Regions from separate parts of the Mus musculus genome. Here all the other regions are linked to region 1. The links are chromatin contacts, called in public promoter capture Hi-C maps. All regions are on one chromosome and are shown on one strand. Each heading gives the region's core, a stretch centred on a gene start, on an enhancer-like site or on the middle of the called end of the contact. The rest is flanking DNA. Distances are from core to core; before and after follow the strand shown.

Region 1 (3,818 bases), core at 350-2,849:
TTAGGAACCTCTCACTCTAGAGTACTGGCCTGAGAAGCGCATGCTACCATGCATGCTCTGTGAGTTGGTTTTGTTTGTTTGTTTGTTTTTCGAGACAGGGTTTCTCTGTGTAGCCCTGGCTTTCCTGGAACTCACTCTGTAGACCAGGCTGGCCTTGGACTCAGAAATCTGCCTGCCCCTGCCTCCTGAGTACTGGGATTAAAGGCGTGTGCCACCTCACCCGGCTTCTGTGCGTTTCAATATATTTAATAAGGCTGTTCATTCACTCGTCTAATTACGGAACAAACATGCTTATTGGCCCCAAAGAACGTCCCACCCCTTTCCTCCAGTCTCAAGGCACTCATCAACTTCCTGTCTTTGTGGACTTTTCTCTCCCTTTTTAATTTAATTTTTCTTTCCCTTTTTGAATATTTCCTGTGTAGTTCTTGGTATTTGGACGTCTAAACATTTTTTTCAAGGATTACTCCCCGGTGCTATGGTTGGAGTCTTTTCTCTCAATTTAATTTTGTCTTTAGCTCCTGCGCACAAGGATCTACAGTACCTGGAGACTGAAGCCTGAGATGGAGCTGCTTGGCGGGTGGGCGGGTGGTACAGCGTCTCCCCAGCACCTCCGCAGGGTGGTCTGCGCGGAGTGGTGGAGGGCACGGCGCTAAACTGCACCCACTCCAGGTGAGCTCAATCTCATGCATCACTTCTGAGCCTCTGCAGCATGCTCTGGCAGAGGTCCATGATATGACGCAGCAAGTATTTATTGACTCAGGTCGGCGGTACTCTCCAGGGTCAGAGAAGACTTGCGAAGTGGAAGCTCGCACAGCTGGCACCCAGAAACTGTAGGTCGCAGGGTTTTTTGTTTTGTTTTGTTTTTTTAATTTATTATCAGTGTAGAGCGCATGCTATGGCCAGGGTGTTGCGGCCAGAGGACAACTTTGTATAAGTTGGATTTGTGTACGTGGATTTCGGGAGAGGACTCAGCTGATTAGGCTTCCTTTATCCGCTAACCGACCCCCCACCTCCACAGGGTTTCTCGGTATATCCCTAGCTGTCCTGGAACTCACTCTGTAGACCAAGCTGGGCTCTGAACTCAGAGATCCACCTGCCTCTGCCACCCGAGTATTGGGATTAAAGTCTTTGCCACCACCACCCAGTGCTGAGCCCTCTCTTCTGCACCTACTAGTGTTTTTAATATTGTGACTGTTGATTGCAGAAGGCTAGGAGCGAAGAAACCTACTGACTCCAAGAAGGCCTCAACAGCCAGAGGACTTCAAGGGGGAACTCGGGAAAGCAGGGTGAATAGCCATAAGCTCTCCAGCCGTTGTGGGTAGGGGACAGCCTAAGCGGGCAGCTGCTCAAACCGCAGCCTGACTCGGGGCTCGAAACGCCGCAGCAGAGGGGGCGGAGCTTCCTCCACCTTCAAGCCTGGTCTGCAGCAGACCCAGCGGTGCAGAAGGCGGGGCCTCCGGAGGACTCCCCTCCCGTGAGACCCCGCCCACCAAGGCTCACGCTCACTGGGCGGAGCCTCTGAGGGCGCCCTTCCTTCAGGCCCCGCCTACTGCAGGATCTGCAATGAAGAGGGCGGAGCCTGTGAAGGCCTTCTCTTCATCCAGTCCCACCTACAGCCAACTTGGAAGCGCAGGGGCGGAGTCTGAGGGCGCCCCGCCCCACGCCGGAGGTGGGGGAGGAGGAGGAGCTGGCGCTGGGTCTGCAGTGCAGCGCGAATGCGCGAGCAGGCGGCCAAGGCCCTGAGGTGCGGCCTGCCCCAGAGCGCTGAGCAGCTGTCGCACCGCAGACGGGCCACGGCCGCCGCGGCATTCAGCCCCGTGCCGCACCATGAGGTCCGCGGGCCCCTCCTGAACTGCGGCTGCCGGCGCAAGGGGCCTCGGGGAACCGGGGCCATGCGCGGGCTGCGCTGACGATGCCGCTCGGCGCGCCTGCTCTCCTGGCGCTGGCCCTAGGCCTGGGCCTGTGGCTCGGAGCGCTGGCCGGAGACCCTGGGCGCGGCTGCGGGCCTTGCCCGCTCCCCTGCTTTTGCGGCCCTGCGCCCGACGCCGCCTGCCGCGTCAATTGCTCCGGCCGCTGGCTGCAGACGCTAGGGCCGAGTCTGCGCATCCCGGCTGACGCCACCGCGCTGTGAGTAGCTGCGCCGAGGCAGTGCAGGCGGGCAGGCGGTTGCCATGGCGGCGGGCGGCCTGGCTAGAGCATCATGACTGGGTCCGGCGGGAGCAGGGCTGAGGTAGATAGAGCCCTTCTGGAGCTTTGCCGGGCTGTCGGCCGCAGAGCGTGGGCGCGGTCCTGAGCTCGGGCCGCAAGACGCAGCGGGGCCTGGCCGCTCCTAGGGCGAGGCTCCAGCAGGGATGTCGGCCCGACTAAATAAGGAAAACCTTGGACCTCAGCCGGCGTGACCCAGAAGAGTAGCCAAAAATCCCAGTTCCTACGAAGACTGACGTTTTACGTTGCGGGGCTCCTCAAACAGGAGCTACAACAGTGCGTGGGGCGTGGTAGGAGGTTGCGGAATAAACGTTAATTAGAGACTAATTGAGGTGTATCCTGGGGTTGGAGATTTCTGTTGGGGCTCAGAGCTGGCCTCTAGGGGAAGAGTCTCGACAAGAATTTTATGGATGTGTAAGAATTGACTATGTTTAAGGGACAAAAGGTTGGTCCAGCGGCCTGGCCTGAGGTTGGCCACACATAGTGACTGCTGGAGAAGTGTTAGGGAGTAGAGGGTGTGATGGATGTGGGCCTCTAGTGGTACTTAGGGAGGGGAAATTGCCAGGAGGGGTTAAAACATTTGCCATTTCGGCAGTTTTGCCTTCTGAAAGTAACAGGCAAATCTCACTGAGAGATCAACATCTTGAACCAGGCTTAACTAGTCTCTTTTTATAGATTATCACACTTAATTCTTAGTCCAGTTCTCTGGCGTAGAGCCAGACCTCTGTTTTACAGGTGAGGAAAGAAGCTTGGAGATGCGATGTATTTTCAAGGTATCACAGCCTAGACATCATAGCTTAGGTTTGGACCTTTGCAGTGTTGGCAACCAGGGTTGGATCAAAAATGTTAAGAGGAGATTGCAGACTGCAGTAATTTGTCTCAGGATTAACTGATTCCAACCGGTTTTTTTTTTGTTTTGTTTTGTTTTGTTTTTGTTTTTTTCCCCCAAGACAGGGTTTCTCTGTATAGCCCTGGCTGTCCTGGAGCTCACTCTGTAATCCAGGCTGTCCTGGAACTCAGAAATCCGCCTGCCTTTGCCTCCCGAGTGCTGGGATTAAAGGTGTGCACCACCACTGCCCGGCTGATTCCAACCTCTTAGACTTCCTGGGCACTTCAGCCACAGTAGTTCTTGCTGCAATTCCCTCAGGAACTTGTTAAAGTAGAAATGGTCCCTTTCACTGGTTTTTATAATGGGCTTGGTGACTTCACCCTAGTATGGAGCTGAGATTTGGGTTCCTATGATTGTGTTCCTTGACCACTGTAGCATTTGTGGTGCAGCTGTCTCTGGAGATGGATCCCCTTTTGCTATCTAATAGGATCCACAGAATTGCATCTGATCCAGATTTATGGATGCTATGAATGAGGGCACTTCTTTCTCTCTGCTACCTGGTATCTGTAGGAGTCAGGTCCAGCTCCTGTTGGCTCCTTCTTCACCCTCTGCTGACCTCCCAGGAGCTGTCTAGGGAATGAAAGATGAGAGCCTACAAGTCTGTGGGCTCTGCTCGGCAGTGAAGCTTGAGCGGTTGCCCTGGGTTTGGTACAAGGGGTTTTCTGAGAGCTAATAGCTTGACTGACTTCATACGGTTCTCAAGATATTAGCCCCTCACATTGTG
Region 2 (3,818 bases), core at 559-3,058, 1.3 Mb after region 1:
TCAGGAGGCAGAGGCAGGCAGATTTCTGAGTTCGAGGCCAGCCTGGTCTACAAAGTGAGCTCCAGGACAGGCAGGGCTATACAGAGAAACCCTGTCTCGAAAAACCAAAAAAAAAAAAAAAAAAAAGAATTAATTTTGATTCTTTGTTTTGTTTTGTTTGTTTTGTTTTCCAGACAGTTTCTCTCACTGTGGACTAGCCTCTGACTCTCCAGTACCACCACCAACAGGCCCCAGTTGAAATTTAAGTAGCTCCCTGGCTGTCCCAGGCCCTCTTCCAGGGGCTCTCCTTGAGACAGGGCATGTTTAGAACAGTGTTGCACTTTGATGGAGAGAAAGAATCATCCACGACCTCTCCTGAACTTGGACATATGGAAGATGCTCACACCCCCAGCTCCTCTGCCCAAAATCCCACGAATAATCTATGGGAAAAGCAAGCCAGGTATGCAGAGGCTGAGGCTGTAAAAGGGAGAGTCTGACTCAGGTCCAGTCAAGGTCACTACCAATGTCAGACATCCATAACCATCTGTCAGGGGCTGCTCAGAGTGGGTGAGGGGTTGGACTTCAGGACTTTCCCCGAGTCTGGACTGATAACTTTTCAGAGGCATTTCTAGAGTGGCCACCCTATATCTCATCCTTGGGCCATGTCACTCACATAGTTTAACAGTTTGACTACACTCACACCCCTGGTCACTCCGGCTGAATAGACACCTCAAACACAGCCCCAAGCAGGAGCCATGTTTAACCCTGAGCTCCATGATGTAGTATGGGGCAGAGTAGCCCACGCAACCTTTGAACTAACTGTTGGCAATCAAGCGTGAACGTCTCGGACATTTTCTAAAATCCAGCCCCTGTGAGAAATGAACCACTTCAAACCACACAAAGGTGAGAATCAGAGAAGTACCCTTGTCCGTGCACTTGTCGCTTCGAATTTCATTTCAATAGTCACTGACCGCCTCCTGCTATCTATCCGTGGACCTCGAGCTAATGCCAGCCGTCTCAGCGTCACACAAAGCTCATCTGAGCCCAAAGTGTCCCAGACCCGAGGATTCCTGCATCTGGGTTCCCCAAGCTCCATTCTGTTACCGCCCATGCCCACAAGGCTTGGCTTGTTGAACCTCAGGACCTGAGCGCGACCTCAGGCTTCCAAGAGATCGCGACCGCTATGGTTTCCATGGCGCAGAACCAAATCCTGTCTATAAATCTCACGGTACCCACATTTTCTCCTTTCCCTTGGACGACAGCAACAACACTTTGGGATCTGGTGGGATATGTTGTTCTGCAAACGCTTGCCAATAGAGAAACGGAGCGCAACAGAAAAGACACAGGCATAATGCTGTTACATTAACATGCTTGCGTCACAATTCGTATGCCCTACGGACTGCAGTCTCGCTCAACAGCGCCGCTGGTGTAGTGGTATCATGCAAGATTCCCATTCTTGCGACCCGGGTTCGATTCCCGGGCGGCGCATGTTCTTTTTATTTTCCCGTTCATCTCTGAAAAGGAAGGATGCCTTGCAATCTTAAACACCATTCCAAAAAAGGTGAGGCGCAAACGCAACAAATGAGCTTTTAAACAAATACAGCTGAAAGACTCCAGGAAACCATAGCCTCTACTCGAGCCTTGTTCCTTGTCCGAAGTCACCGCTAAATCCCGGCCGCCGGAATCAGTTTCCCGCAGATGCAAACCCTTTTAGGAGTTGAGAGGCCTCCTAACAGTTATACTGTTGCAAGCGGCTGGCCCTTTCGACCACAACTCCCGTAGTGCCCCGCGCAGGAGCTGGACCACAGCTCCCGTGGTGCCCCGCGCGCATTCTGGCTGGGGCTGGCCGCACCGCTGCGATGATGATGGCTGCGGCTGCTGAGAGAAACAAGGAGCCCATCCTGTCCGTACTCCGCCAGTATGTGGATCCTGCCCAGCGCTGTGTTCGCGTGCTCGAGGTGGCCTCGGGCTCTGGACAGCACGCGGCACACTTTGCACAGGCCTTCCCGAATGCCGAGTGGCAGCCGTCGGACGTGGACCAACGCTGCCTGGACAGGTGCGGCGGCGCGGTGTCTTTCCCTTGCGGCCGCTTGGGGCTGAGTGAACGGCGGGGCTGGCAGACCGGAAATCAGGACAGGCCTAGGTTTGGGTGCCAGACTGAGGTAGTAGAAGCAATGGGCTGTAGGGTCGACAAAGATACCCGCTTGCTGCTCCTCAGGACTTTCCCCCCACACCCCGATCACTGAGGGGCCTCGTCAGCCCTTGCCCATGCGCTGCTGCTCTCCACAGCATTGCCGCCACCACCCGAGCCCAAGGGTTGTCCAATGTGAAGGCTCCGCTGTACCTGGACGTGACCTGGGAGTGGGAGCAATGGGGCGGCATCCCACCCCGATCGCTGGACCTGTTGCTCTGCATCAATATGATCCACATCAGCCCCCTGAACTGCACAGAGGTGGGGACCACTGTGGAGCCCAGCTTTCACGTTGCAAAGAGGAAAGCATGAGTCTCCAGCTCCCGGCTTACTGTGCCCTACTTGCCTTCCTCTGCAGGGGCTCTTTAGAGCAGCAGGACACCTGCTCAAAACCAAGGCTGTGCTGATCACCTACGGGGTGAGTGACCCTACCTTAAGACACCCCTATCAGCCTTGGGTGTTTCCCCACTCTTGAAGCCCAGGGCCCGGGACCTAGCTAGCCCTTTTCCTTCTTGAGTGCAGAAAAAAGTTATTCTTTCTATACTCCTATGGAAAGAACTCCATCCTATCCTGCAAACTAGCTGTGTGGGAACGACTGACTTTGGGCCTATGTATTGTGTCTTGTTCTCACAGCCCTATGCCGTCAATGGGAAGATCTCTCCCCAGAGCAACGTGGACTTTGACCTGACCCTCAGATGCAGGTCAGATCTGGCTAGGAGGTAGCTTGGCTCAGAGAGAGGGTAGGCGGGATCATAACCTCAACTCTGCAAATGCCTTCTACCTTCCTCCCCAACTGCAGGAACCCAGAGTGGGGGCTTCGTGACACAGTCCTTCTGGAGGAACTAGGCCAGGCCAGTGGCTTGGTCCTGGAGAGGATGGTAGGCAGGGCGATGTGGGGGTGGGGAGCCTCCCTGTGATTAAGAGTCACTCCAGCCTGGCATGGTGGCGCACGCCTGTAATCCCAGCACTTGGGAGGCAGAGTGAGTTCCAGGACAGCCAAGGCTACACAGAGAAACCCTGTCTCGAAAAAACCAAAAACAACAACAACAAAAAAAAAACCAAGTCACTCCAGCAAAGCGTTTTTCCAGGTGGACATGCCAGCCAACAACAAGTGCCTGATTTTTCGGAAAGAATAGCATCTCTGTCAAAAGTTGTCACGGTACAAGCTAGACCTCAGCCCCTCCCTCAGTCCTTGGGATAAATTAGCCCCTCCTGGTCTGGTGGCCACAGGGCTGTAGAGAACCTGTTCTGAAGGGGCCTTAAAATAAATCCTTTCCAGCCCACTGTGGGCTATCTATACCACATTGCTTGCTGGGAATACCTGGGAGAGGGCGAAAGGGGACCGGTCTGGGAGATGATTAGGGCTTGGGGTGGGTGTAGCTGAAGCAGGACTGAGCTGACTTTCTCCTATGTCCCTGGAGACAAGCTTGTATGTCTGTCTGAGGGCTCCCAAGAGTGAGTTGGTGCTACTTGGTGACCTCAACTAGGAACTGGAAGCTCCATCTACTGGAAGGATTCCAACTGAATAGATAGGGCTGGTGGGGGTGCGGTGGAGACAGTGCTGGTGGGGGTGAGGAGTGGGGTGGAGATAGTGTTGGTGGGAGTGGGGTGGAGATGGTGCTGGTGGGGGTGGGAGTGGGGTGGAGAT
Region 3 (3,818 bases), core at 357-2,856, 1.3 Mb after region 1:
TTTTTGAGACAGGGTTTCTCTGTGTAGCCCTGGCTGTCCTGGAACTCAGGCTGTCCTCGAACTCAGAAATCCGCCTGCATATGCCTCCCAAGTGCTGGGAGTAAAGGCGTGTGCCACCACGCCCGGCTCAAATGAGTCTTAAAACAACAACAACAACAAAATGGCCAAGGAGATCCCCTCTTGCTTACCTTCTCAATGGTGGTCTCCTCAGACACATCGTACACCACACACACTACATTTGCCTAAAGGAAAGCAAGGCACAGGGTAAGCATAGTCTGCCGGCTCACTATGGACAGTACAGGCCACTCCTGGCCATGTCCCGGGTGCTCACAGCAGGATGGGTAGGGCTCTGAGGCCAGGAAAGTCCACCTTTGCCAAGCAGGCCTCTCCCTGCCAACACTCCCTAAGAGACACCAGACCCTAGCACCATGGCTCTAGACAGCACATCCTGGACTTATGACAGACCTATCACACGCAGGTTACAGTCCCAAGGCAGGTCTCTCTCACTTTCTATCTCAGTACAAGCAGCAAGGATGCTGCAGATGCAAGCAAGGAGACACTGCACCCTGACCAAGTGACCAAGTGACCTGCACCTATAGGACACAAAGAAGGCTGAAGGACTGCATTCAGGAACATAGTAAACTCTGGCATCAGGGAACGCCTAGTTAAGATGGCATCCACTACAGCCTAGGGAGGAATAGTACTGGGGAACCGAAGTATGTTAAGGAAAAGCAATGAAGGGTGTGTGTGTGTGTGTGTGTGTGTGTGTGTGTGTGTGTCTGCTCCCCTCAGACCCTGGGATGGATCACTAATGGCAGTACTGGCCAGGTCCTGATTCCCAGAAAGCTATGATCTGGAAAAGCCAACAATACTCAGCCGTGAAGGTCACAGCTGAATTATCAGGGTCAAGCAGAGTCACCTAATCCAGCCGCCAGGAAAGGAAGCCGATTAAGACTAGATGGCAGCAAGTTAGGACCAAAGAATTGGGCTCAGTACCCAAGGGCCTGCAAGATGCACCGCACCTTGTGGATCTCCTCCTGAAGTTCTTCCTCTGTCTGCTCCGCTTCTAAAAGGAAAAAGAATGCTATGTAGAATGGCTGTTGCGCTCGATTCAGACCGGCTGCAGGCTCAATACACACCGGCTGGGGGGCAGCATTTGGAGATAGATACCTGAGTAATCCACGATATGAGTGGGCACCTTCTCCGGGGTGACGTCGGCGGGGATGGTTATCTCCTCCGCGCGGGCAGGGACCTGCAACAGGTGGGTCAGTATTGAATGCGGAGCGGCTGCCCAGAGCCTGGCATCCGCCCTAAGTGCCCAGTCCGCCCCGCGCACCTCCTCGGGAAACTCCTCGCCGACCAGCGACAGGATCAGAGACGTCTTCCCCACCTGGGCTGCGCGGGGAGAGGGAACAGTAGTCAGGAGCACCGCCGAGGTCACGGCGACCCTACCGGTCTTCCCGCGGCCCCAGCGCACCTACCCTCGCCCAGCAGCAGGATGCGAACATCGCGCCGCATGGCTGCTGCCCGCAGCAGCACCCCAAACCCACCCCTCCCGGCCCGGCCCGGCCCAAGTAGACCCAATCCCAACCCCAACCCTCTCCTTCAACCCGCTCAGGCCCCCGCACTTCCTGTCTTCAGTACCGCCCTCACCCAAGCTTCCGGTCCCGCCCACACAGCACCAGCTAGTGGTTGGGCTAAGGCAAGGCGCCCGCGCCCGCCTGCCAGTAGAGTGTTCCTGACTCTGCAGGTGGTGCAAACAACTCAGACTCAACGGGCTCCTCGGGAGGAAAGGGTGAGCTCAGGCCAGAAGTGATGCAAAGACACAATTTATGGGACAATAAAACAATGTATCGCTATAATAAATGCCAGTGTTTATTTCCTTAAACTGTACAAAATAAAAACAATAAAACAACCTTCATGTGAAAAACAACCCAGTATGCCAAGTTTTGTGTAGGAGGGAGTGGTTCTGAGGGTCAAAACCACACTTCACAGATTCTAAGTCACTGCCACACCCTCAGCCTCCTTGAATCTTTTCAGATTTCACCCAAATTCCAAACAATGCAGTTCTGAAGCCTGTCCCAGCCATCCTGGCTCGGCATACAGCAATCCACAGTCTGGCTTTTCTGCCTATGTTCCTAGCAATAGCTCAGGGATCGGTGACTTCCCACACCAGGATCTCGTTGTGAGCAGCTGTGAAGAGCAGTCTGCCAGATGGAGTGAACCTACACAGGTGGACCGAGTCATCATGGCCTTCCAAGTCCTGGGCAGTCCCTGACGCACAGTCTAGGAGCCTCATCATGCACTCTGTGGGTAGATGACAGGGTGCTCTGAGTACTGACACCTTGCTGGGAACCTTGCTGAGGGGAGCAGGGCCATGACATCTACGCCCCCAAACCTGCTATGGCTGAGGACTGTCAAAGCTGCCCTCTCTATGTGTGTCGACCAGCACTCACCAGCAAAACCAACCACCATGAGCTGAGATCCTGGGGACAGGCTCAAAGACATGGCAAAGAAGGGCAGAGGTGTCTTCTGTATCACCTGTAGGAAAACAATATGACACTGAGGTCTCCTGCCAGGGACAAAGCCCAGGCTCCATGGCCTTCTAACCCTATGACACAGCCCTGGATGTCCACCTACAGAGCAGTGATCGCACAAACCTGCTTCTGACGGAGGCTGTAGAAGATGACCTCCTCATGTGCACCCAGGCCCACACACACCAGTATCGCCTTATCCCAAGGGCAGAAGGCAGCAAGAGAGGGGGGCAGGAGGCCTGGAGCCTGTGGAAAGCAGTATGTTGTGCTGGGTTGTGCAGACTCCAATCCCCACCCACATGACCGTGGAACTCTTACCTCTGAGACAGCAGGTGCAGGAAAGCTCAACCATTCCAGGAGTTCACAGCGGTCCCGGAGCCAGTCAGAGACCCAGATGCTGACACGTTGGTCCCCACTTGCAGCCAGCCACAGTTCTACACCCTCTACCCCTAGGTCTCCATACTGGGAGAAATGAGGGATGTGAGAATCTGCTGCCTGCCCACAGCACCCCAAACCCCTCCCCACCATCACCTGAGCTTGCCTTACTTCTTTGCTCGTGCTCTGGATAGCAGAAATTGGAGCACCCCGGTGGTCACTGAGCACACGGAAGGTCATTCCTGTGCAGGGGTGGCTTATAGCCACAAGTCCGTCCTTATCTCCAGATAGGATGGTCTGACCTGTGGCAGATGGAGACTATGATGCCATTATGTGAGCCCAACCCACAACCTGGAAGTGTGGTGCAGGCTAGCTGAGGTGGGCACGTGACTCTGTGGCCGCGTCTGCTCACCGTCGGTGGAGAAGGCGATGGCTGTCAGAGCGGTCCGGTGGGGGTGCATCTTGAGTTCCATTGCTGTACGAGAGATACTGAAGACTCGAAGTGTGCCATCGCTGTAGCCGGCCACCACCTGCTGCTGCTCTGGGAGTTCACAGGACGGGGGCGTCCACGCAAGGCAGAGACAGCTCTAGTGTTGCATGGAGGAGAAATCAGCATGGCCCCAGGAAGGAAGAGGACAGAGGGAGCCGAGCACATGACCGACACCCTCCCCCCCCCCACCAGATCTCCCAACCTACCTGGTTCAGCACCTGAAACTGGATCACCAGCTCCATGCTGGCCAAAGACCACACCCTCACGCTCCCATCCTCACCACAGGTGGCACAGTGAGACTCACCGGGGCTGAAGACCACCTCGTTTACCTGTGGGACCCCAGGACAGTTGAGGGGATGCCCATCTGGGCCTTTCCCACTCAGATCTCCAAGCCAGGCTGCCCACACGGGAACAACTGT
Region 4 (3,818 bases), core at 798-3,297, 1.2 Mb after region 1:
GGTTGAGATGGGTCGTGAGAGCAGCTGAATAGACACGGCTGAACTCTTGGAAGCGGGGAGCACAGCCCAGCCAAGCTTCGCCAAATCGGCTCCAGCCCATGAAGAGGAAGGAGCCTGGGCCAGGACGCACACCACAGCGCAGCAAGGTACGAATGGAGGCCCGGCCTTGGCCCTCCGAGCTCCCTTCCTTGAACAGTGGCAGTGTCTGGCGGATGACACGAGCAACCACCACAGTGATGACTGATTCTTGCAGCTCTGTGTCATGGGCGACCCCATGGATGGTCCCGTGGATCACTACGAGGAGACATGGTGGCCAGTGGTGGGCACGTGGGAATGTGAGGCAGACCCTAAGCTCTCCCGCAACAGAAACACTCACCAAAATCACTGGTGCATGCAGCCAGGAGGAGCTCGGCATCACTGCAGGGCCTGCAGGCACCTAGCATGCAAGGCAGGTCATCAGCCAGGCCTGTGATCTCTCAGCACGAGCCCACAGCTCCTCCCAAGAGGAAAAGGTACAGGAGCAAGAGACTAAACCCTTCTCCCAGCATCCTATAGCCTGAAGACACCCTGCAGGTACATGCCTACTGATGGGCACCTCAGTGCCTCATACACAGGCTTGGTACCATCTCATAAACTCAGACTAACACTGGGAAACGTTCTGTGACCTCCCAGCTCTAGCTAGGGATATTCTAGTGGACTCCAGTTCGGGGGGGTCTCTAGCTAGGGCAGAACAGTCAGAGAGCCATTCATTCCCTGCAGGGTCAGGCTACAAGTTCCAGAAGAGCAAAGCACTGGGCCTGGTGCCCTGCAGGGAGGCAGGGCAGGCAGTCTCCATGGTGACGAAGAGGCACACTGGACTTTTGTTGGCTGGGCTTGGGGGGAGGGGAAGGAGGTCACCACCAGGCCAGGGAGCCCTGGACAGCCTTGGCCATAGGCTTTGATTCTGCCTCAGCTTAACCCTTCCCCCAATCCTTCAGAAACCAGAGACCCAGGGCTGGCCTCTCGGGCATTTGCCCCCTCCTGCTCTTTTCCTAAACCGAATCTTTTAAGAGGAGGAGGAGAGAAAGGCGGGGGCACTTCCAACTCACCTCCTTACGACCTGGAAGCCACTATGCTCTCCACCGGAGTGGCCTCTGTCAAGCTACAGAAGGACTCTCCATGCAATGGGGTGGCAAGGCCCAGTCCCATCAGGTCAGTGTGGAGGGCCAATTTCTGACACCCAGCCAGTCTCATAATCACTCACCATCCACACCAAGACCTTGAGCCTGGGGAGACATTTCTGCACGTTGGTCCTCGTGCAGTTCAAAACGGAAGGCAGCAACTCTGCGGCTGATGTCGCGGTGTGGTGTGGCCTGCAGGAAAAGGGCTCGGCGCTCGCGGGGACCCCAGCGCATGCAGCGGCCCCCAGCCAGGTCCGGGCCCTCGGCCAGTAGCAACTCTAGATTGCCGGTCATACGTTCAGCGAAGACCTGGGCACCAGCGAAGGGCCGCTCTGGGCGCAGACAGACGATGCTGGGCCGTGTGCCCGGATCGGGGCCGCCCAGGGTCAGGCGCAGCGCCCCAGCTGGGTACAGCCACTCGATAGCGCCCTCAGTACAGTCCAGGGTCAGCTGCCCCACGCTGCCAGGCTCCTGGGTCAAACCGCTGGGGACAGGACGGTGGTTCTCAGGTGGGTGACCCTCGTTCCCTAGCCCGCTCATCCCTTTTCCCGCGGCTACCAACATCTGCTTCTACTCTGTGTAACAGGACATTGAAGTCTGCGTTTCCTCAGTTCCAAGTGGGAGGGAACCCTCCAACCCAAGAAGTAAATAAAATAAAATAAATAAATAAATAAACCCACAACCCTCCCCGCAGTCCCTCCTGGTACCTGCCCCTCCAGCTGCAGCGGTCTTCCGAGTAGCCAGCGTGAGCGGACGCGGCCAGGAGGCCGCAACAGAGCGCGCAAAGAAGCGTGGCTACCAGCATGGTTAGGGGACGCGCCGGGGCCTCGGACTGCTGCCCCGGGAGGGTCGGGGCCGCAGCGCGAGCAGCCCGCGGCGCGGCTGCCCGGCCCGGCGCGTCCCCACAACCGGCGACCCCTCGCCGCTGCCCCCTCTGAGCTCCGGGGCTAGGGGGCGGGGCCTTTGCTCTCGGACCAATCGCCACAAGCCGCAGAACTTTCCTCCAATTGCAGCACCCTCGAGGGGGTGGGGCGGGCTCAAGGCGGGAGCTCGGTCCAAGGCAGGGTTGATGTAGAAAGCGCTCCTGTTTCCCCATTTGGAGATCCCCAATAGGAACGTTTGGTGGGTTGGTGGGGTTCGCTGTCGACTGGAATCTGGAAGGCTGTCCACCCCTTACCTTCAGTGGACCTCGGGGCAGTGGGACTTTGTAAGAGAAGTAGTAGAGTCTGCAGCCAAAATCTGAACACTGGTATCCTGCTGCTGGTACTTAAGGAAAAGAGATTAAAACCCCTGTGTTACTGCATCTCATAAGGGAGGGTACAGAGGGCCTGGAGCATGGAGCTAGGCCAAACCTTCGGTTTGGGGAAAAGAAAGAATACTGGCTAGGTCTGGAAGGAGTAGCGTGGGTAGTGTGGATCTCCTTCTGCCACCATACATTCTCAGACCTAACTACACACTCCTCCAATGTTAAATGGATACTAAGAAAAAAATGAGGCGTTCTAGAGGACCTGCCTAGGGACCCACCTGACTGACAAAGCCTGGTAGTCTGCCGGTGCCAAAGTACAGGCCATTCCTACAGTCAAGATCAACCGAAAGGGAATCAGAAAGATATCCCAGGCAGCCTGAGGATGTAGCTAGGTTATAGAGCACCTACCACACAGGCATACACCCCTGGCTTTGATCTTTAAAATAATGTTAAACTGAGAGTGTAGTGGGTCTTGCCTGTAATCCCAGCGGGCAGGAAGTAAAGGAAGCAGCTCAGATGTTCAAGGGCATCCTTGGCTCCATAGTGAATTCAAGGACAGTGTGGGCTACATGAGAACCTCTTTTTTTTGTTTTGTTTTGTTTGTTGTTCATTTTTAAAAAAATATTTTTATTAGATATTTTCTTTATTTACATTTCAAATGTTATCCCCTTTCCTGGTTTCCCCTCTGAAAATCCCCTATCCCCCCCCCCCCGAGAACCTCTTAAAATAAAATAGAGCCACTGTGAAACCCCCCAATGGGGAAGAGCTTCCTTGGAGCAGCTTGTCCTTTGGATCTGACCGAAGGGAGGGTGGAGGAGATGGAAAATAGAAGAAGAACCTTGGCAGGTCCCCAAGGATCTCTCTCTCTCTCTCTCTCTCTCTCTCTCTCTCTCTCTCCCACCCCCAGGGCTCTGTTTCTGGATCCTCCAGGTTCCGAGTGAAACCCTTCCGGTTGGCCTGGACCTGCGCTCAGAGACAGATGAGATCCAGTGATCCCACTGGCAATCTGGGGAGGAGCTTCAAACACTGACTACTTTCTCCTTGCCTCCCAGGCCCTCTTTGACCAATAAGAAGGCTCAGATGGCTCCTTGCCCCAGTCCAGAGAGTCAAAATGACACAAGGTGAGAGTGACCAGAACTTTCCTGATGAATCAGTAAACACAGTGTGGTGTGACTGTTCTTGGAAGAAACATTACATATGGGCTGGAGAGATGGCTCAGCGATTAAGAGCACTGATTGCTCTTCCAGAGGTCCTGAGTTTAATTCCCAGCAACCACATGGTGGCTCACAACCATCTGTAATAGGATCTGATGCCCTCTTCTGGTGTGTCTGAAGACAGTGACAGTATACTCATATATATGAAATAAATAAATAAGTAAAATAGTAAATAAATAAATAACATTAAATATGACT
Region 5 (3,818 bases), core at 745-3,244, 1.2 Mb after region 1:
CATGGGCCCCAGGGCTCTCCCTGTCTCTACCCTCTCAGTGGGATTACAGGCAGCACATGTCACTGTGTTCAGCTTTTACATTAATGTTACAAGTCACACTCAACTCATTCCTCATGTCTGCACAGCAAACACTACATCAACTCTCATCTCAGCTGGGTGTGGTATCGAATGCCTTTAATCCCAGCACTTGGGAGGCAGAGGCAGGCAGATTTCTGAGTTCGAGGCCAGCCTGGTCTACAAAGTGAGTTCCAGGACAGCCAGGGATACACAGAGAAACTCTGTCTTGAAAACAAAGAAACAAACAAACAAACAAACAAACTCTCGTCTCAGCCTGATTGTTACCATTTCTAGTAGACATTTTGGTGACATTAATGATGTTACAAAGCCAGGCATGGTGGCACACACCTTTAATCCCAGCATTCCAGAGGCAGAGGCAAATGGATCTCTGTGAGTTCTAGGCCATCCTAGTCCACCAAGCGAGTTCCAGGACAGTCAGGGCTACACAGAGAAACCCTATTCTGTTTAAAAGAAAAATGACATTCACGTGTGCAGCATCTATTCTAAAGACTTTTCTAACCACCCTGATCAGAAACCTTCTCCACACCTGAGGTCAGCTTTCCATCTGCAGGTTTGCCTGTCCTGGACATTTTTGCTGAATGGTGTCACACGTGTGGCCTTTTGTGACTGGCTTCATGAAATCCACTGATTGTAATGTCTTCAGGGATCACCTACATTACACCAGGACTTCATTCTTTCTACTGTTCCAGGCCATTCTGCTCTGTCTCTCTTATTGGGCCTTGGATATGCCTCACATCTGCCAGCCGTCCACTGGGTTTGTTCTAATAGACTTGGGTTTGGTGGTGGTGGTGGTGAGTTTGAATTTCCAGGGATCTATGTATCACCCTCCTTCCAGCATTAGAATCCTCCCAGCAACCCTGTATACAGTTACCAAACCCAGACACTATTGTGGATGCCAAGAAGTGCATGCTGAAAGGAGCCTGATATGGCTGTCTCCTGAGGCCCTGCCAGAGGCTTACAAATACAGAGGCAGATGCTAGGCAGCCAACTGTTGGACTGAGCACGGGGTCCTCAATAATTAAAGAAAGGACTGGAGAAGCTGAAGGGGTTTGAAACCCCTTAGGAAGAACAACAATATCAACCAACCAGACCCCCCAGAACTCCCAGGGACTAAACCATCAACAAAGGAGTACACATGGCTCCAGCTGCATATGTAGCAGAGGATGGCTTTGTCATGCATCAATGGGAGGAGAGGTCTTTGGTCCTATGAAGGCTTGATAGATGCCCCAGTGTAGGGGACTTTGAGGGAGGGGAGGGGAGAGAGGGTGGGTGGGTGGAGTAACACCCTCACAGAAGCAGGGGAAGGGAGGATGTGATAGGGTGTTTCCAGGAGGGAGGGAGGGAAACTGGGAAAGGGGATAACATTTGAAATGTAAATAAAGAAAATATCCAATTTAAAACAAGAATCCTCCTGGCAAACAGAAACTGTCCTTTGGCCCTGGTCCAGTCCAAGAACCTGCTTCTGTAAATGTTCTCCCACACTCCAGTCTTAACATCTCAACAGCACTTGTCTATCTCATTTTTTGGTAAGCCCATTCCAAGGCATTCCAGTGAATCAAAGTTAATTTTGTGTTCTCCTGCCCACTGCATCTGGAACCTTCCTTGAGTATTGCTAGGTCAAGGTGATGAATGAAATCCGGATTCCGACCCCTACGGGAAGCGGGAGAGACTCTGAGTCTCTAGTTACATTCTTTGCGTTATTTGTCTTTGCTACCCTGCTACACCACAACCAAGGGACGCAAGGGAGACCGAACGCTGTGCTGTGGAACTTGCAGCTTGAGTCCGCTGGGCCGAGCGCTCAAGGCCGCCGGCAGAGGGCGCGCACGCTTTTCAAAGCTTGTTGACGGAGAGAAATGAGCATGCGCTGGAATTTGCGTTTTCCGGCAGAGTGGCGGAACTGCATGTCATTTTGGTGTCATTTTGCGACACCCCCGTGTGACACTCGGCGGCAGTGAGGCTGTCATGGCGTCGCCCTTCAGTGGGGCACTACAGCTGACCGACTTGGACGACTTCATCGGGCCATCTCAGGTGGGCCGGCCAAGGGCGAGTCGGGCAGGAGGAGGGTCCGAGCCTGGCCGTGCACCTCGGGAAACCTCTCTCGTCTGTGTCTTTTCCCAGGGCCCAGGACCCAGGGCCTCAGTCAGTCTAGTTCCCTTTTCACAAACACAGACAACTGAGGCCAGGGAGGGCCAGACAACGCGGTTACTGGGCCCGGAGCGATCCCTGGGACCATGGGAGTGTTTAGTGGTGACAGGCAGGTTTAGTGTTTAAAAAAAAAAGGTGGGGGGACTTGTTGTTATGTGATCTTAAGTTACTGTTGTAGTAGTGTCACCCAGCTGGTGATGCAGAGACATGGTGGGGCTGAGTTAGCCTCCACACACCTGTGAGATATCCCTTCCCACTCCTCTCTCAGAGCCAGTTGTCATCTCTGTGGACAGGGACCATGTTGAAGGGACAGGTTTGATGTCCACTTGGGCCACAGCCACAGCTAATGTTCCTGACGTTGCCTCGAGGAAGAGAGAGGGATACAGACAGACCGCCCTGAAAACAGGAGCTGCTGCCCTTGCTGGGTCTTCCTTTGTCTCCAGAGCTAGCCAAGTCCCATGACCCATAAAAGACGGGCTGAGCTGCCACACGGACAGGATGAACTGGGCCATCTTACCCGAGACTGGCCCTTTTCTGGAAAGCCACCAAGGTTCAGGAAGCGATAACAGGAGATGTCCAAGAGAAGGGGAGAGACATGGAGTTTCATCTGTGGTCGTGGGATGGAGGTGACCTCTAGATGTTTCCAAGGAAAGCCTTCCTGTCTGGCCAGGCCTCTGACACTCTGATCTCCGGGGGTGTGCTGCTATGTGCACGTAGGAAGGGCAGGCTAGTCAGGGCTTCTTGCATTAGCTTGCATATAGAGTTTGTAGCAGATTTCATGGTGATTCTGGAGAAAGAGTGGCCTTGATGGCATTCTCCTCACCTTGTACAGAGAAGGGTGGGCAACCAGAGCTCAGCATGGCTTCAGTGGCAGGAAGGTGGTAGAATTGGCCTCGGTGGTGAGCTTCACTCTATGGCCGGTAGCCAACCATCCCTGAGGCCCTCCATACCCAGCCCCCCACCCCACTCCCCACCCTCCCCACCCCCCGTCCAAGTTGCTTTCTCCTAATAGAGCCTGGTGTGGGGTCTTTCCTGGTGTAGAATTGCATCAAGCCTGTAAAGGTGGCTAAGAAGCCAGGAAGTGGCATAGCCAAGATCCACATTGAAGACGATGGCAGTTACTTCCAAGTGAACCAAGTAAGGACCCTGAGGTCTCACCACATCCCTGCTGGGGGCTGGCGGTGGCAGGAGGGGGAGGGAGGCTGGGGTGTGGATCTGAAACACACATCTTCTTCTGCCTTTCCCAGTCGCAGATGTGGCCACCCTGAAACTCACTGCATCTCCCCAGCTCTCTCACTGGTCACATTCACTGACCACGGGGAGCTGAGATGATGAACAGGGCTGCCATGGTGAGCAGCCAGTCTGTCCTGTTCTGCACGGGGCAGGAGGAGCCTCCCCTCCTCCTTTGCCCCCTACGTTTAGTAGCATAAGATTTTGAGGGGGTTGGTTCCCTCAAGCCCCTCCTCCCTCTAATCTGAAAGTTAGATCCTGATGTCTGTTAAAATTAACCCTGCCTGGCTGCCCTTTGCACTCTAAGGAATCCCCTTCAAAATACCGTGCGCCACTGCCCTGAGAAGGGAGGCCCAGCCATGGGA
Region 6 (3,818 bases), core at 740-3,239, 1.2 Mb after region 1:
ACTGGACCCTTGACTCTTCCCCTTGCTGATACAGCAAGCCAGTCACCCGTGAGTGAGAATGGGAGCTCACATCGTCACTGAGCAGTTCCGTGTAATGCTGAGGTGCAAACTCATCCACCCAGAGGCAGTGCTGAGCGGTGTTCTGGCCAGGGGCTGGCTCCTCCGCAGGGGGCCCTTCAAGCACAGCCTCCTCTCCTTCAGACCTGAGGCTGAAGAGAAGCAAGTCCTGATTCACCACAGAGGGAACACAGTGACCATGCCCACCAGATATGTCCAAACTGAAAAGGGTTCCTGGGGTGGGACATGTGTGAGTCACCTGTGTAGAGTGTCTGAAAGCTGTTGGGCATCCTCCAGCAGTTGTTGCCGTCTCTATAAAAACAGGATAGGCTGAGGTCAGGACAAGTCCAGCCAGCACTAGACTCAACACATAAACTCCCCACTCCACTAAACCTACCTTGCTATCAACTTGCTCCTTCAGGGAGGCGAAGGGGACACCCAGCAGGTCCAGTTGGCCACAGCCTCGCCAGTGGACATCTAGAAGAGGGTTCTGGGCAAGACAGATTTATCATCTCTATAACCCTCCCAGGTCATGGAGGCATCCACAGTGCCCTTCTCTCCCCACCCCCCAAAAAAGGCTGACAGAGGGACAGAAATGACCTTTCCTAATTAGAGAGGGGATGGATATGGCCCTCAGATGGGCCTGGTCCAAGGGAAGTCAGCTTTAAGGTGAAGAGGAAAAGAAAAACAGAAAGCTAATATATGGGGTACAAGGCGGCACTCTAAGGCCACGTAGCCTCAAAAGTAGCACTGCTGTTTCCAACACTGGACTACCTGGCGTGCCTGTTTCTAGCAATTCAGATAGGTGAAACTGGCCTCAGAACCTGCTGAGAGCCTATTGGCAACATAAAAGAACCAATACCATGGCAAACCCCATGCTATGGCCACACACCTGCACCCCAGGGCCTATGAGGTCAGCCCGAAGCACCAAAAAGGCCCGTTCTCCACTTGTGGATGTCACATTGATATAATCTTCTAAGATAGGAGGCCGTCTCAGGACAGGATTGCGATTTCGGGGACTTGGCAATGTCTGCATGAGGTCTTTGTCAGCATTAGCATCTGAATACCTAGGAGAGACAAGCAGCTCCCTGTCACTCTCAAATGGGGTGCTTGACCCACACTCACTCCTCTTGCCGTCCCATAGACATCCACTTCCAGAGCCTCATGCAGGGACAGGCAGCTTTCCAAGTCAGAATTACATGCCCTTAAGCAACACACCCAGCATCCAACATCTCAGGGAAGACCTCTGGACTCGGTGGAGGGGTAATGTCCCCAGGAGGGGAATCTGGATATAAGAGCTCCTCCATATCTGGCTCAAAGTTCAGCTTCTTCACCACGTCCAACCTGGGTCGTTTGACCATGGGGCCTGCAGAGACAGAGGCAGAAAGAGGTGAAAGAATAGAAAACTGATCCTCAGAATTCCCCGACTTTAAGTGCTCAGTCCCCAATCGGACATACTGGAGGGCGCGGGCTGGTCCCTACGAACATTCTTTCTAGTATTGCGGTTGACATTTCCTGGCGACCCTGCAGGGCAGGGACGCGGGACAGTGTCCCCACCAGCGATGGCCTCTTCGAAGGTTAGCGGAGGGCGGCTCGCTGGAGTTTGGAGGGTCCCAGGAGGAGCCTGGTCCCGTGTTCCTGCTGAGACAGAGGTTGATAGCAGCAACACACATTAAGAAGCGAACTCCCAGCCGTTACCAATCCCATCCACACAGCTCTCCATGCTGCAGCAGGATGCAGCCACGACCCAGGACCCGCGCCCACCTTCCAGCTCAGCCAGCACTTCGAGCTCAGCTGCGAACTGGTTTTGGAAATCATCCTCCACACCATACAGATCTTCCTCGTAGTCTTCCATGGAGCCAGACCACAACTCCCACAGCTCAGAGTCCCTCAGAACTTCCCGCGCCGCCGCCACCGCGCGCTACCCCGCCCCGAGAGCCTCCAATACCGCCAATCAACAGCCGACGTTCCCAGAGGCGCCCGCCATTGGCCAGCGGGGAAGGGCGGGTCTTACTCCCAGAGGGCGGGAGGAGAGGAATAATAGTTCAATGGTTGGAGTGGAGGATCAAGAACGCTTTCTATTGGCCTGTACAGTAAGTAATCCGTGGGGGAGGCGGGGAAATAGGTGGGACTAAAAAAGCGCGTGCGCAGACTATTCGGGTAGGGCCTTACCATTCTTCAGTGGGCGGAGCTCCAGGCCCGGAATGCCATTGGCCAGTACGACCATCCATTAGGAAAGTGGAATGGGCAGGGTGAAAAGGCGGAGCTGCGCGCCAGCCAGGCCAAGACCTGGTTCCTAGTATAGGGAAGCGAGGTTGGATGCAGAGCTGAGAATTGACATCCTGGTCCCTTGGCCCTGTTGCAGGTAAGTCCTAAAGGGTCTGCCTGTGGTCACAGGCTGGTGGGAGGCAAGTTAGGGAGCGCTTGAAGTCCTGGGTGGTCCTGGGCAATAACCTAGCGTGAAGTGTGTAGGCGTGAGCTGGACAACCAGGCTGTTTATTCCACTTCAAGTCAGGGAGAGCTCCCTAACCCTGAGTCCATGGCAAGTCAGAATCACCTGACCTTGGCCAGACTCCCATTCCGGAGCTGACACCCCTGGCATGGGCCCTTGTGGAAGACATAAAGGGTTCCAGCAGGTTCTGGCCCCAGTAAGTGTGTACAGTACTTGAAGACCAGGTCAGGCACCCTCCTACCCCAGGCTCACTCCCACCTGCGTGCAGCCCCACCATGGAGCCTGGCAGCATGGAAAATCTGTCCATCGTGTACCAGAGCAGCGACTTCCTGGTGGTGAACAAGCACTGGGACCTGCGCATTGATAGCAAGACCTGGCGGGAGACCCTGACCCTACAGAAGCAGCTCCGACACCACTTCCCAGAGCTGGCTGACCCTGACACCTGCTATGGGTTCAGGTACACAGCCAACATGGAGAGCCCCACTGCAGCATCCTTCCAAAGGATGCTGGGACACTGGACTCTGCCACAAAGGTGCTAACCAGAGCACCACAGGGTCCAGCCACTGCTGCTCTTCTGCCCGTTCCCAGGTTCTGCCACCAGCTGGACTTCTCCACCAGTGGGGCACTGTGCGTAGCCCTGAATAAGGCAGCTGCGGGCAGTGCTTATAAATGCTTCAAGGAACGGCGAGTCACCAAAGCCTACCTGGCACTGGTAAGTCCTGGCCAGTTCCTGGGATGCTGTGTGGAGACCCAAGGCTCACAGCCTACTCCAGCAGGCCTCTCAACTGAAGCTCCGTGCCAGGCTTATGTGCCTATCTAGAGCTCAGCCACATTCCTCTCAGAGATGACAGTGTGGCCCAGTGAGCTGCATGTGATGTCCTTGCTCGACAGGTCCGAGGCCATGTCCAGGAAAGCCAAGTGACGATCAACTATGCCATTGGCAGGAATAGCACGGAGGGGCGGACGCATACCATGTGCATCGAGGGCACTCATGGTAATAGTGGTTTGTTGTGGGGGCCATGGGCATGTCTCCAAAGCCTGCGTGAATGGGAACGGCCAGACAGGTGGAAATTGGAGTTGGCTCAGGCTCTAGGGCTGGCCCAGTGGGCCCTTACACTTTAGTTTTCATCTAGGTTGTGAGAACCCAAAGCCAAGCCTCACAGAGCTGCTGGTCCTGGAACACGGCCTATATGCTGGTGACCCTGTGTCCAAAGTGCTGCTAAAGCCACTTACAGGTATGTCCAGGGCAGGAGTTCATCATATAAGAAAGGACCCCGAGGTATAGGCATTGTGGCCTGCCTGGGTCTAT

Evidence for each region. Promoter capture Hi-C pulls out the DNA fragments that hold promoters and counts their contacts.
Region 2: a promoter capture Hi-C map of liver shows a contact between it and region 1, with 2.0 times the contacts expected there. The contact joins the promoter of Mettl26 here to the promoter of Pkd1 in region 1. A contact is called at or near these places in 3 of 39 promoter capture datasets (embryonic stem cells, hippocampal neurons and liver).
Region 3: a promoter capture Hi-C map of pre-B cells shows a contact between it and region 1, with 5 times the contacts expected there. The contact joins the promoter of Rhot2 here to the promoter of Pkd1 in region 1. A contact is called at or near these places in 6 of 39 promoter capture datasets (the C10 cell line, cranial neural crest, hippocampal neurons and 2 more), 1 of 484 Hi-C or Micro-C datasets (B cells) and 1 of 115 datasets of contacts at active chromatin or transcription factors (pancreatic cancer cells).
Region 4: a contact with region 1 is called in a promoter capture Hi-C map of pre-B cells, with 2.4 times the contacts expected there. The contact joins the promoter of Metrn here to the promoter of Pkd1 in region 1. A contact is called at or near these places in 3 of 39 promoter capture datasets (the 3T3-L1 cell line, hippocampal neurons and pre-B cells) and 2 of 115 datasets of contacts at active chromatin or transcription factors (large pre-B cells and pancreatic cancer cells).
Region 5: a promoter capture Hi-C map of pre-B cells shows a contact between it and region 1, with 4 times the contacts expected there. The contact joins the promoter of Ciao3 here to the promoter of Pkd1 in region 1. A contact is called at or near these places in 3 of 39 promoter capture datasets (the 3T3-L1 cell line, liver and pre-B cells), 1 of 484 Hi-C or Micro-C datasets (B cells) and 1 of 115 datasets of contacts at active chromatin or transcription factors (pancreatic cancer cells).
Region 6: a contact with region 1 is called in a promoter capture Hi-C map of pre-B cells, with 4 times the contacts expected there. The contact joins the promoter of Chtf18 here to the promoter of Pkd1 in region 1. A contact is called at or near these places in 3 of 39 promoter capture datasets (embryonic stem cells, hippocampal neurons and pre-B cells).

What each region holds. Positions count from the first base shown.
Region 1 is chr17:24,548,351-24,552,168 of GRCm38.p6, forward strand. It overlaps Pkd1 (polycystin 1, transient receptor poteintial channel interacting), which reads left to right and starts at 1,600. Exons shown (of 46, transcript NM_013630.2): 1 at 1,600-2,127. The coding sequence starts at 1,913. LOC115488769 (a long non-coding RNA gene) reads left to right here and starts at 2,134. Exons shown (of 2, transcript XR_003952238.1): 1 at 2,134-3,818.
Region 2 is chr17:25,873,692-25,877,509 of GRCm38.p6, forward strand. Mettl26 (methyltransferase like 26) reads left to right here and starts at 1,809. Exons shown (of 6, transcript NM_026686.2): 1 at 1,809-2,035; 2 at 2,269-2,431; 3 at 2,529-2,588; 4 at 2,804-2,871; 5 at 2,970-3,048; 6 at 3,259-3,472. The coding sequence starts at 1,839. The coding sequence ends at 3,306. n-TGccc7 (a tRNA gene) reads left to right here and starts at 1,397; the gene lies at 1,397-1,467.
Region 3 is chr17:25,842,919-25,846,736 of GRCm38.p6, forward strand. It overlaps Rhot2 (ras homolog family member T2), which reads right to left and starts at 1,607. Exons shown (of 19, transcript NM_145999.3): 1 at 1,482-1,607; 2 at 1,337-1,395; 3 at 1,171-1,252; 4 at 1,023-1,066; 5 at 189-242. The coding sequence starts at 1,518. Wdr90 (WD repeat domain 90) reads right to left here. Exons shown (of 41, transcript NM_001163766.1): 35 at 3,606-3,728; 36 at 3,322-3,496; 37 at 3,081-3,211; 38 at 2,853-2,996; 39 at 2,661-2,780; 40 at 2,457-2,541; 41 at 1,816-2,307. The coding sequence ends at 2,150.
Region 4 is chr17:25,794,998-25,798,815 of GRCm38.p6, forward strand. Metrn (meteorin, glial cell differentiation regulator) reads right to left here and starts at 2,048. Exons shown (of 4, transcript NM_133719.2): 1 at 1,868-2,048; 2 at 1,244-1,644; 3 at 377-436; 4 at 1-294. The coding sequence starts at 1,965.
Region 5 is chr17:25,771,782-25,775,599 of GRCm38.p6, forward strand. Ciao3 (cytosolic iron-sulfur assembly component 3) reads left to right here and starts at 1,995. Exons shown (of 11, transcript NM_026238.4): 1 at 1,995-2,106; 2 at 3,265-3,360. The coding sequence starts at 2,041. Gm41550 (a long non-coding RNA gene) reads left to right here. Exons shown (of 3, transcript XR_876684.1): 3 at 629-763.
Region 6 is chr17:25,725,426-25,729,243 of GRCm38.p6, forward strand. It overlaps Chtf18 (CTF18, chromosome transmission fidelity factor 18), which reads right to left and starts at 1,990. Exons shown (of 22, transcript NM_145409.2): 1 at 1,822-1,990; 2 at 1,516-1,695; 3 at 1,276-1,423; 4 at 950-1,124; 5 at 455-547; 6 at 317-369; 7 at 71-209. The coding sequence starts at 1,912. It overlaps Rpusd1 (RNA pseudouridylate synthase domain containing 1), which reads left to right and starts at 2,292. Exons shown (of 6, transcript NM_028009.4): 1 at 2,292-2,422; 2 at 2,778-2,966; 3 at 3,098-3,221; 4 at 3,401-3,503; 5 at 3,643-3,744. The coding sequence starts at 2,785.